Regions from separate parts of the Hordeum vulgare genome. Here region 2 is linked to region 1. Evidence: chromatin contacts called from public Hi-C data. All regions are on one chromosome and are shown on one strand. The core of a region is the stretch at or near the end of the contact, and the rest is flanking DNA. Distances in the headings are between cores, read along the strand shown. Region 1 holds the start of LOC123424733 (VIN3-like protein 1). Region 2 holds the start of LOC123424747 (SUN domain-containing protein 1-like).

Region 1 (4,617 bases), core at 922-3,421:
GCCATCGAACTCGGCAAAGATGACCCCGTCCCGCCTATAGTGCCACGGCTGCGCCTTGAGCACAAAGCGTCGGTCTCCTTCAGCCACGAAGTTTAGAACAAATCTCCCGTCCTCGCTTGCCACTTCTTGGACAGTTATCGCCCCTTGACTCTTCCAAGCTGTGGCGCGCAGCTCATCGACAATGGAATGGGGATTGACATGGAAGGGTGAGAGAAGGCGCCCCACCACCATGAACCCCCTGACAGCCTTTCGGGCCGCCTCCATGTCGATGATCAGGGGGGAGCAATCGCCTCGGGTACGTCTAGCAGCCATCTTCCCCAAGCAGCCATGAGTTGCTGGAGACGGAGACTCGGTCGCCTCGCCGGAGGCTGGCGGAGAGGCCAGACCTACTACCGGAGCATCCATCTGCAATGCAGGAACCGGCACCCCACCGCCACTCTCAACTGTCTCCTGGAGCATCTTCATAGACCTCACCTCTACCTCTCCCTTGATATACATGTCTATGAGAACTACAACACAGTTTGGAAAGGAGGAGGCACAGACGAAAGGATGTTGGAATGGGTTGCAAGAGGACCAACAGCTCTTGCCAAAAGGCCAAAAATAGCCTCCATACTCCCATAACAATGCATCCTCTCCAAATGAATTAAAACACCGATTACAAAATGAATGTCCTAAAAAGTCCAGTTTCCTAACATACCGTCCATTATTCAGAAAATTTCCCTCAATAGACACAGGATCATAAACAATATAAGGTATTCCCATAATCAATTCCTCTCCCCTATGATTCCTCTCTAAATCCTTCAAATTAATAGGAAACTTCCCAGAGGAGACCATAGATGGGTTCAGGATTATAGAAAAATCCCCTTTTACAGCCTGTACCAGATCCCTACACCCTTCCTTCCCCGAATCGGCAGAGATCACGGGAACAACACAAGCGCTATTCCCAGAAATAACTGCAGAATTAGGGTCGATGGAGGCCTAAATCACCTAGAGGGTGGCTGGAGGTTGCGGGTGGGCCGCGAGGGGATTTTGGTGAATGGTAGCCGAGGTCGCACGGTCTGTTTGCATCATCTAGAGCCCTTTTTTTGATTGCTCAAAAAACTTTTGCAAAATAATTTATGATAGGACTGGTGTTGGAGCCCATTTTTTGCCCCCAAATACCGAAAACCAACTATTGCCTTATTTTATGGCTGCTTTAAAACATTTTTAATAGATGATGTAAAATATATCATTAAATTATGTTTTGAGTAAAATTTATATCATAAAAAGTGGGTTTTTAGGTCATCAAAACCTTCAAATGCAATAGATGATGTAAGTTTTTACACCGTCATCGCGGAGGTGGCCATGATGAGGTGCGTTGGAGCGGCATTGTCGGTCGCGGGGTCTGAGGAGGCGTCCATGTGGTCTAACGACGACGGGGAGGTTTCTTGGATAACTGACGCATTTTGCTCGAGGGTTTACATCACGAGCAAATGTTGAGTATTTTTTCTTTTTGGAATCTATACCATGTGTTGGGGCAATGTTTTTGTTTTAAAAATGTATTACTTTCACATTTTCTTAGTCGATGTTATTTTCTACATTTACATCATCTATGGAACACTGTTTTTTTTTTTTCTGAGGGGAGCTATGGAACACTGTCAGGATGTATAATACGGGGAACGTTCAAACTTCAGATCGCAGTAACGTGGAAGTTTTCCAAAAAAAAAAGCAGTAACGTGGAAAGTGGAAACCCGTCCGTAAAAGGAGGGCCGCGCTGAACGCCACGCATCCCTGCCGTCCGATGAGAGATACGGACGCCCCAGATCCCTCCGTCCCTGTAACGGCAGCGGGGCCCGGGCTCACCATACCGGTACCGGTACGTACGCTTTCGGCGCTTCGCCTCCGCTTCGACAGTTCGACTCCGCTCACGCGCACGCACGCACTTCCTCCCCCGTTCCGTTACACGGGAGCCTCGTTGATCTCCTCGGAAGACTTGGACTTGTCTTCAATTCCTTCGCGTTCCCACCCGAGCCTCCTCTGCCTCTGTCTCTGCCTCCTCTACCGCGTGCGTGCTGGTCGCAGCTCCGGGGGGAGACCAACCAGGCGACCCCGCCCGCCCGCCCGTCCGCCGCCGGAGGGAGCCCGCTCGCCCGCGCCCTCCTCCTCCCGTCCAGCGCCGGGCATTGGGATCTCGCGGCTCGCCCCACCCGCGCCCCCGCGCCACCCAGCCCAAACCCTAGCCGCCGCCAGGGGAGGGTCGCGTCGCGGCAGCAGGATCCAACGGTACGGAACCGGCGCACCCACTCCCGTTCTCCTCTGCTCCTCGCTGTGCGCGGCGCGATTCTCCTCGCGCGTTTCGGTTCGAGCTAGAACGAGCCGGGGAAACGCTGCTGCCCGTTTGCGTCGGCTGGCGACGGCGCCCGCGGATTGTACGGTGCTGCGTGCTAGGGGATTACCTTATCTTAGCCATGCTGCAAATCGATTGAATCCCTTGCCGCGCTATGGTGTGCTGCCACCGCCTTTTCTTCTTCTTCTTCTTCTTCTTTTTTTTTTTTTTGCCTTGGTGCGAGTTTAGCTGGTTGCGTGAGTACGCTTACGCTGTTAGGCGTCGAGAAATTAACGAGGGTAGCACCAGGCACAACACTCCTTTGCGGGAATCCACGTGGCATTTTATTTGGCGATACATTAATGCATCGTGAAGATAGTTCAATAAGGTATCTAGCCTCTGCATTAGATCGGGGCATGCCCTGCACATATGGTAGTTGAAGTAAATATCAGTTCATCATTTTCCTGGGCAGGAACGTTTATGTCGGTTTGATTATGACTTTAGTTGCTGTTGATGAAATCGCTGGGTAGTTACATAAATGTTTCCATACGAACATTGCCAACTTCACGGATTTACAGTTCAATGCGGGTTTCCTTCTACTTTTGTGTTGATGAAATCACTGGGTAGTCACATAAATGTTTCCATATGAACGTTGCCAACTTCACGGATTTACAGTTCAATGCTGGTTTCCTTCTACTTTTGTGTTGATGAATCCCTGGGTAGTCACATAAGTTTTTCCATACGAACATTGCCAACTTCACGGATTTACAGTTCAATGCGGGTTTCCTTCTACTTTTGTGTTGATGAAATCACTGGGTAGTCACATAAATGTTTCCATATGAACGTTGCCAGCTTCACGGATTTACAGTTCAATGCTGGTTTCCTTCTACTTTTGTGTTGATGAATCCCTGGGTAGTCACATAAGTTTTTCCATACGAACATTGCCAACTTCACGGATTTACAGTTCAATGCGGGTTTCCTTCTACTTTTGTGTTGATGAAATCCCTGGGTAGTCACATAAATGTTTCCATATGAACGTTGCCAACTTCACGGATTTACAGTTCAATGCTGGTTTCCTTCTACTTTTGTGTTGATGAATCCCTGGGTAGTCACATAAGTTTTTCCATACGAACATTGCCAACTTCACGGATTTACAGTTCAATGCGGGTTTCCTTCTACTTTTGTGTTGATGAAATCCCTGGGTAGTCACATAAATGTTTCCATATGAACGTTGCCAACTTCACGGATTTACAGTTCAATGCTGGTTTCCTTCTACTTTTGTGTTGATGAATCCCTGGGTAGTCACATAAGTTTTTCCATACGAACATTGCCAACTTCACGGATTTACAGTTCAATGCGGGTTTCCTTCTACTTTTGTGTTGATGAAATCCCTGGGTAGTCACATAAATGTTTCCATACGAACATTGCCAACTTCATGGATATACAGTTCAATGCGGGTTTCCTTCTACCTTTGCGTTGTTGAAATCGCTGGGTAGTCACATAAATCGTTCCCTACAAACATTACCAACTTCATGGATTTACAGTTCTTTGTGGGTTTCCTTCTACTTTTGTGTTGATGAAATCGCTGGGTGATGACATAAATGGTTCCGTACAAACATTGCCAACTTCACGGATTTACAGTCATCGTGGGTTTCCTTCTTTTTTTATTGATAAAAATCGCTGGGTAATCACATAAATGGTTTCCTATGAACATTGCAAACTTCACAAATTTACAGTTCATCGTGGGTTTCCTTTTTTTTTTTTGTGGCATTAGCTCCCAAAACTGCTTAGCCTAAAACTTTTCTTGCATGGATACTTCCATGAATCAGGCATTCCCAAACGGCATGTGGGGATGTTCCCAAACGACATATGTCTGGATGTTCCCTAACGGCATATGTGGTGCTAGAGGACTGCTAGTTTTTCCTTCTTTATCTTTTTAAAATATGGGGGTACTTGGGGGTATTTTTGGATAAAGACATTCCAATAAGATGCCATTTCAGGCCCAAAGCAAACTATCCCTTCGCCTCAAACCCTAGCCAAACGTTGTGTTAGAGCATATCTGTTCGGAGCTTGCCGCCGCCACCGCCTCCAGTTGTCGCCACGGCTCCACGAGCCGTCATTTGCCTCTTCTAGACACCTCCCACGCTGCTTCTTCCGGTGCTATTTCATAGGTAAGCTCTGTGGTGTCAAGCATTAAATTGTGTAATTCATAGTTACTGGATCCGCTCGTTATATGGTCGATCCCCGATCTCGGTCAATAGATCTACATCAGGGTTTGAATTCGGCGTGATTCCTTCCCAAGTCGACTCTCG
Region 2 (4,617 bases), core at 1,565-4,064, 330 kb before region 1:
AATCGTCGTCTGCTCCTTGGTACCACCCGCTGACCTGGAAATCCTTGGGAGCGCTGGAGCGGTCGAAGGCCACACTCTGCACAGGCCAGTTATGAACCGCATAAGATTAGTAGTAGTACACTAGAATTAAGCAGAGAAGTGATTCGAGGGAGCAAAGGACATGCAGGGCATGATTGCTAAATGATAAGATCATAACGTAAACAAACAAAATGGAAGAACCGGTCATGTCAACTGGGACACAGCAAAATGAAGAACATGCGTTGCTTTCACAAAGATTTCTTTCTATCATGGCCCAATAAAGCCTGATTGAGGGAAGAACAAATGAAGTCCAATACCGCTAACAGATAGAGCTGCATGCCATGTAGTTGCAAGTTCCTAGTAATAGATAGTAATGGCATCAAAGGTGAAGCTGATCAATCAGAGCACGCACCGACATGGCATATGTGGTCAGCTATCTCAAATCAGATATGTTGACAAAAGAAAAGGCTTGTAGCATGGAAAATAATGAGCCGCCGTATGGGTTGGACAAAGAGATGCCAAATAAATAAATAAAGTAATATTGAATTATGGTAATACAATGAATAGCCATACCTTGTCGACATGCTCTAGAGTGACTGCCTCAGGAACAATTCCTGTCCTGAGCCTGATTTCCACGAATCCAACACTTCCTTCCAGTGCAAAACATTCTCCTGGCTGCCCAAAACTTGGCTCCAGCATTTTGTGACTTTCACTACGACGAGGAAGAATGCTCTTAGCTTTCTTGAAAGCTCCCGAATGCTTAACCACTTTGCCACCACCAGACCCTAATGCATAATCCACCATTCCAAGGCCATCTGCTGCATGCCTAGCTATCTCCATCTCCACAATCTCTTTGGCAAATATTCTTACATCGTCCAAGGTTATATCACTCCCAGTGCCATCCAAACCCTTCTTTCTCTTCAACTGAGTCAGAATCTCATCGAATTCTTTCTTAGAGACAAAACCCATGTCTCTCAGTTCAGTAAGTGACTTATCTAATATGTCAGCCTTGCCTTCCAATGTCTTCATCTTTGTCTCTAACTTCTTACCTTTGTCATCAAATTGCTTTGTGATGTCCCTTTTTGCTTTGCCAATCTCATCTCCTAGCTTCTTATCTAAAATGTCCAGCTGCACCTGGAGCATCCTAGTCGTCTTCTTGAACGCCTCTACCTTGGAAAGTCTGCTCTCCATATCAAGTGCTGTAAATGATAGATCCCCATTTTGCCATCCCCATAACACCTGCCCCATCCAAGCAAAAGCCGTAAAAAGAAGGCAAAGCTTCATCAGCACACTTAGTGCAGTTTCCCACTTGGTTTTTCTGTGTTTAGTAGTAATTTTCTTTCGATGTTCAGCAGAAGGTGATGGAGGAAATGCATCTTTTTTTGCCTCAGACGAATATTTTGGCTTGTCGATAACAGACTCTCCACGGCTTGTATGACCAATATCCTTCTTGCTAGAAACCTTATCATTTGAGACCCCATTAACTCCACCTTCAGTAAGAAGCTCAGGTGTAGGTTTTTGCTTTGCAACAACAACTGTTCGCCTCCTAACATCTTGGCTGGAATGTGAATCCACACTTAGTGCATGGTTCCCATTTGTATTTGCGGCCGGTATTGCAGCAGTTGAAGCCGACATCGTTGTCCCTTAACCTACAATAGAACATAGCTAGATTACAAACTGGAAATAACAATGCAAATGGAACAAGGCACCAGAAAATGAGTGCTGTTACATGATTATTTTTTGGCAATAAATCTGTGCAGGGTAACATGAAGGATACATCCAAGGAATTTATCTTATAGCCGGCCTTCCCATATTTATTTTTGTTGGTAACTTATCTGTGCAGGGTAATGGATGGATAATCTATATACAGTAAGCCTAAAACAAAAGGTGGAGTTCACATGCATAAGATGAACTGTAACATATAACAGCCTCCGGATACATTATTTATTCCTTTGCAATCCAGCAATTAAAGCTGGGCAGCAAAGAGCCCGTCGTAAGTAGGAAAAGAATACACTATCGGACATAAAGGTACAGGAGAGTCTGCAGATTTCGAAGAAATGAAAGAATCCATACTGTTATTTAACTACTAGTACGGCCATTTACCATCGCCGACCAAAAATATAAAGCCAAGCAGTAAAATGTGAAGACAAGGAGTAAACTGTGGTATCCTACACAACATTTCGAACCAAATCTCGAATTGTATATTCAGCTGCCACAGTGAAAGGGGCAAAAACAATTAACCGAAAGCAAGCCTGCAACTTCCCAACGGTTCTAATTCCCCAAGTTCAAGCAATTACATACATCACCAAGGAAAAAAGAGAAAACCCTAAACCACTACCACGGGTCAACCCAGACAGAAGGAAGAGGGAGAACGACCTAAATCGAGCACATCGGGCTGGGGATCAGAGGGCGCCATCCATGGAGCAAACAAACCGGCTGACTAAACGGTTCAGATCTTGGTTGCTCGCTGCAGCGGCAACGGGAGATGCCCGAGGAGGAAGGAAAAAACGACTCGCACGCAATCGAGCTAGGGTTTGTTGGTTCCTTACCGACGAAGGGGGTAACCGAACCGCGCCGGTGGGGCTGGCCTGCGGTGGCCCGCCGCCGTCGGCGCGGGAGGGCTGCGGGGAGGAGGAGGGCAGCCGGGGGCCGGGGCTGGGAGCGGGCGAATTTGGGGAGGGAACCGGAGGAGGAGAGAGTGTGCTGTGGGCGAGAGAGGGAGGGAGGGAGGGGGTGGGGAAGAGGAGTGGCGAAGCGACGGGTGCGTGGAAACGGTGGAAGATGGGGAGATTTTTGATTTTGAAACCGAAAGGGTCGCTTCACGACGGAGGAAGAATAGCATCTCAATTCTCGGACGCAACCTCCCACTCCGAAAGTTCGATATGACGCCGCAAAAGACCAAAAGGCCCTCCACAAGATTTATACCATACACTTTGAAAAAAACTACAAGATTTTGAAAAGGGGATTTTGATATTTGTCCTTGACGGCAGATCCTCATCCCCCTCCCTCCCACGCTGGTTTCACCTCCGCGGACAGTCTGTGAAACCAAAAAAGATAAGTACGTGGTCGCCTCATCCGATGATGACGTGAGATCTTCACGTTCGACGTCAGTTGTTGATGGTGTTTTATAAAGTACCTAAACAAAAATACAGTAGTTCGTACATATATATTTGTTTGATTTTGAACGCAACCTCGTATTACCAGATGAATGTGAGGCACATATTTTACCAAGGATGAGGACCTCGTTAGACAAGTAACAACACTACTCCCACTATATGAGATTATGGGAGGATGGTATTGAAATGTACGAATACAGGTGCTCTCCACATGATGCAGGTCAACTCATCAAGGTCTATGTGTACCAACAAGACCGAGTATCCATATTAGAGCTACTGATGTTCTAGTACGCTTGTTCACATCTCTAGTACTAGTGGTTAGAAAACCATAAAACCCACAAACCGAGTAGCCATTTTGTTACTTTGTTCAAGCAATATATCTGAGAACAGGGCGTGGTATTTAACACTTTGTATAGCGACTAAAATTCCTTTTATTAGCAGGTTGTTATAGGAAGCTTGTCAAGCATTATGGCATTATTGCTCGACCTTGGACTCGTCTACTCAAAATAATATTCCCTTCATGTGGACAAGTGACCACGATCTGGCGTTTGACACATTGAAGCAGAGGTTGATCAATGTTCTAGTTCTTGCATTACCAAATTTTGCTCGGCCTTTTTTGTTCTTGAAACCAATGATATTGAACAGGGCATTGGTGTTGTCTTGCAGCAGGATGTTCACCTATATCACACTTGCAGAACCTTGTGCCCCCGCAACAAAGGATTGTTGACATGATGAAATATAATTGATGGCTGCATTGGCGCCCTTATTTGCAAGCAATGAATTCTTGATCAATATTGATCACCACGACTTGGTTCATCTTGAGGACCAATGTTTGCACACATCACGGCAGGAGAGGGCATTCACTAAAGTGTTGGGTCTATGCATCGGTTGTGTTATCTATGGCGTCCAGGAGTGGAAATGGACACATTGAATGCTCGTTCCATTTTTCAACCTGCATGGCTCGAATATGCCACACAAAAGTTATTATACTAATGCTCATACCACCAAGATAATTAAGGACATTACCTTCGATCCCGACTTCTGCCTCACTTGCATTTTACCCCGAGGGATGGATTATAGTACTATAAAGGACGTGCCTAGGTTGGCCATAATAAAGATTTTCAGTTTGATTTACAAAAGAAGGACATGATTCAAAAGGAGGGGATATTCACCTGGTCCTGCTATGGATCAGATACTGCATTCAATGTCTGCTTGGCTACTTATGAAGGATTTAGTTAGTGCATATGTTTAGGCGTGCATGATCTGTCAACAAGCTAAATCAGACCACAATCATTACCCTGACCTCCTAAAGCATATACCAGTGCCCACACAAGCTTGGCAAATGGTGTTGTTGGACTTTGTTGAAGGACTTCCTCAATTAGGAGCTACGACTATATTTTAGTTGTTATCGACAAATTCTCCAAGCACATTCATTTCATTCCACTATCACATCCCTTCTCGTTAGCTCACGCGGCAATAGCTT

The links. A called contact is a pair of places that touch in the nucleus more often than the background predicts.
Region 2: a Hi-C map of seedling shows a contact between it and region 1, with 2.3 times the contacts expected there. The contact joins the promoter of LOC123424747 here to the promoter of LOC123424733 in region 1. A contact is called at or near these places in 4 of 6 Hi-C or Micro-C datasets (leaf and seedling) and 1 of 1 datasets of contacts at active chromatin or transcription factors (embryo).

What each region holds. Positions count from the first base shown.
Region 1 is chr1H:72,123,480-72,128,096 of MorexV3_pseudomolecules_assembly, reverse strand. LOC123424733 (VIN3-like protein 1) reads left to right here and starts at 2,171. Exons shown (of 4, transcript XM_045108409.1): 1 at 2,171-2,262.
Region 2 is chr1H:72,449,398-72,454,014 of MorexV3_pseudomolecules_assembly, reverse strand. LOC123424747 (SUN domain-containing protein 1-like) reads right to left here and starts at 2,814. Exons shown (of 3, transcript XM_045108427.1): 1 at 2,568-2,814; 2 at 592-1,667; 3 at 1-76. The coding sequence starts at 1,653.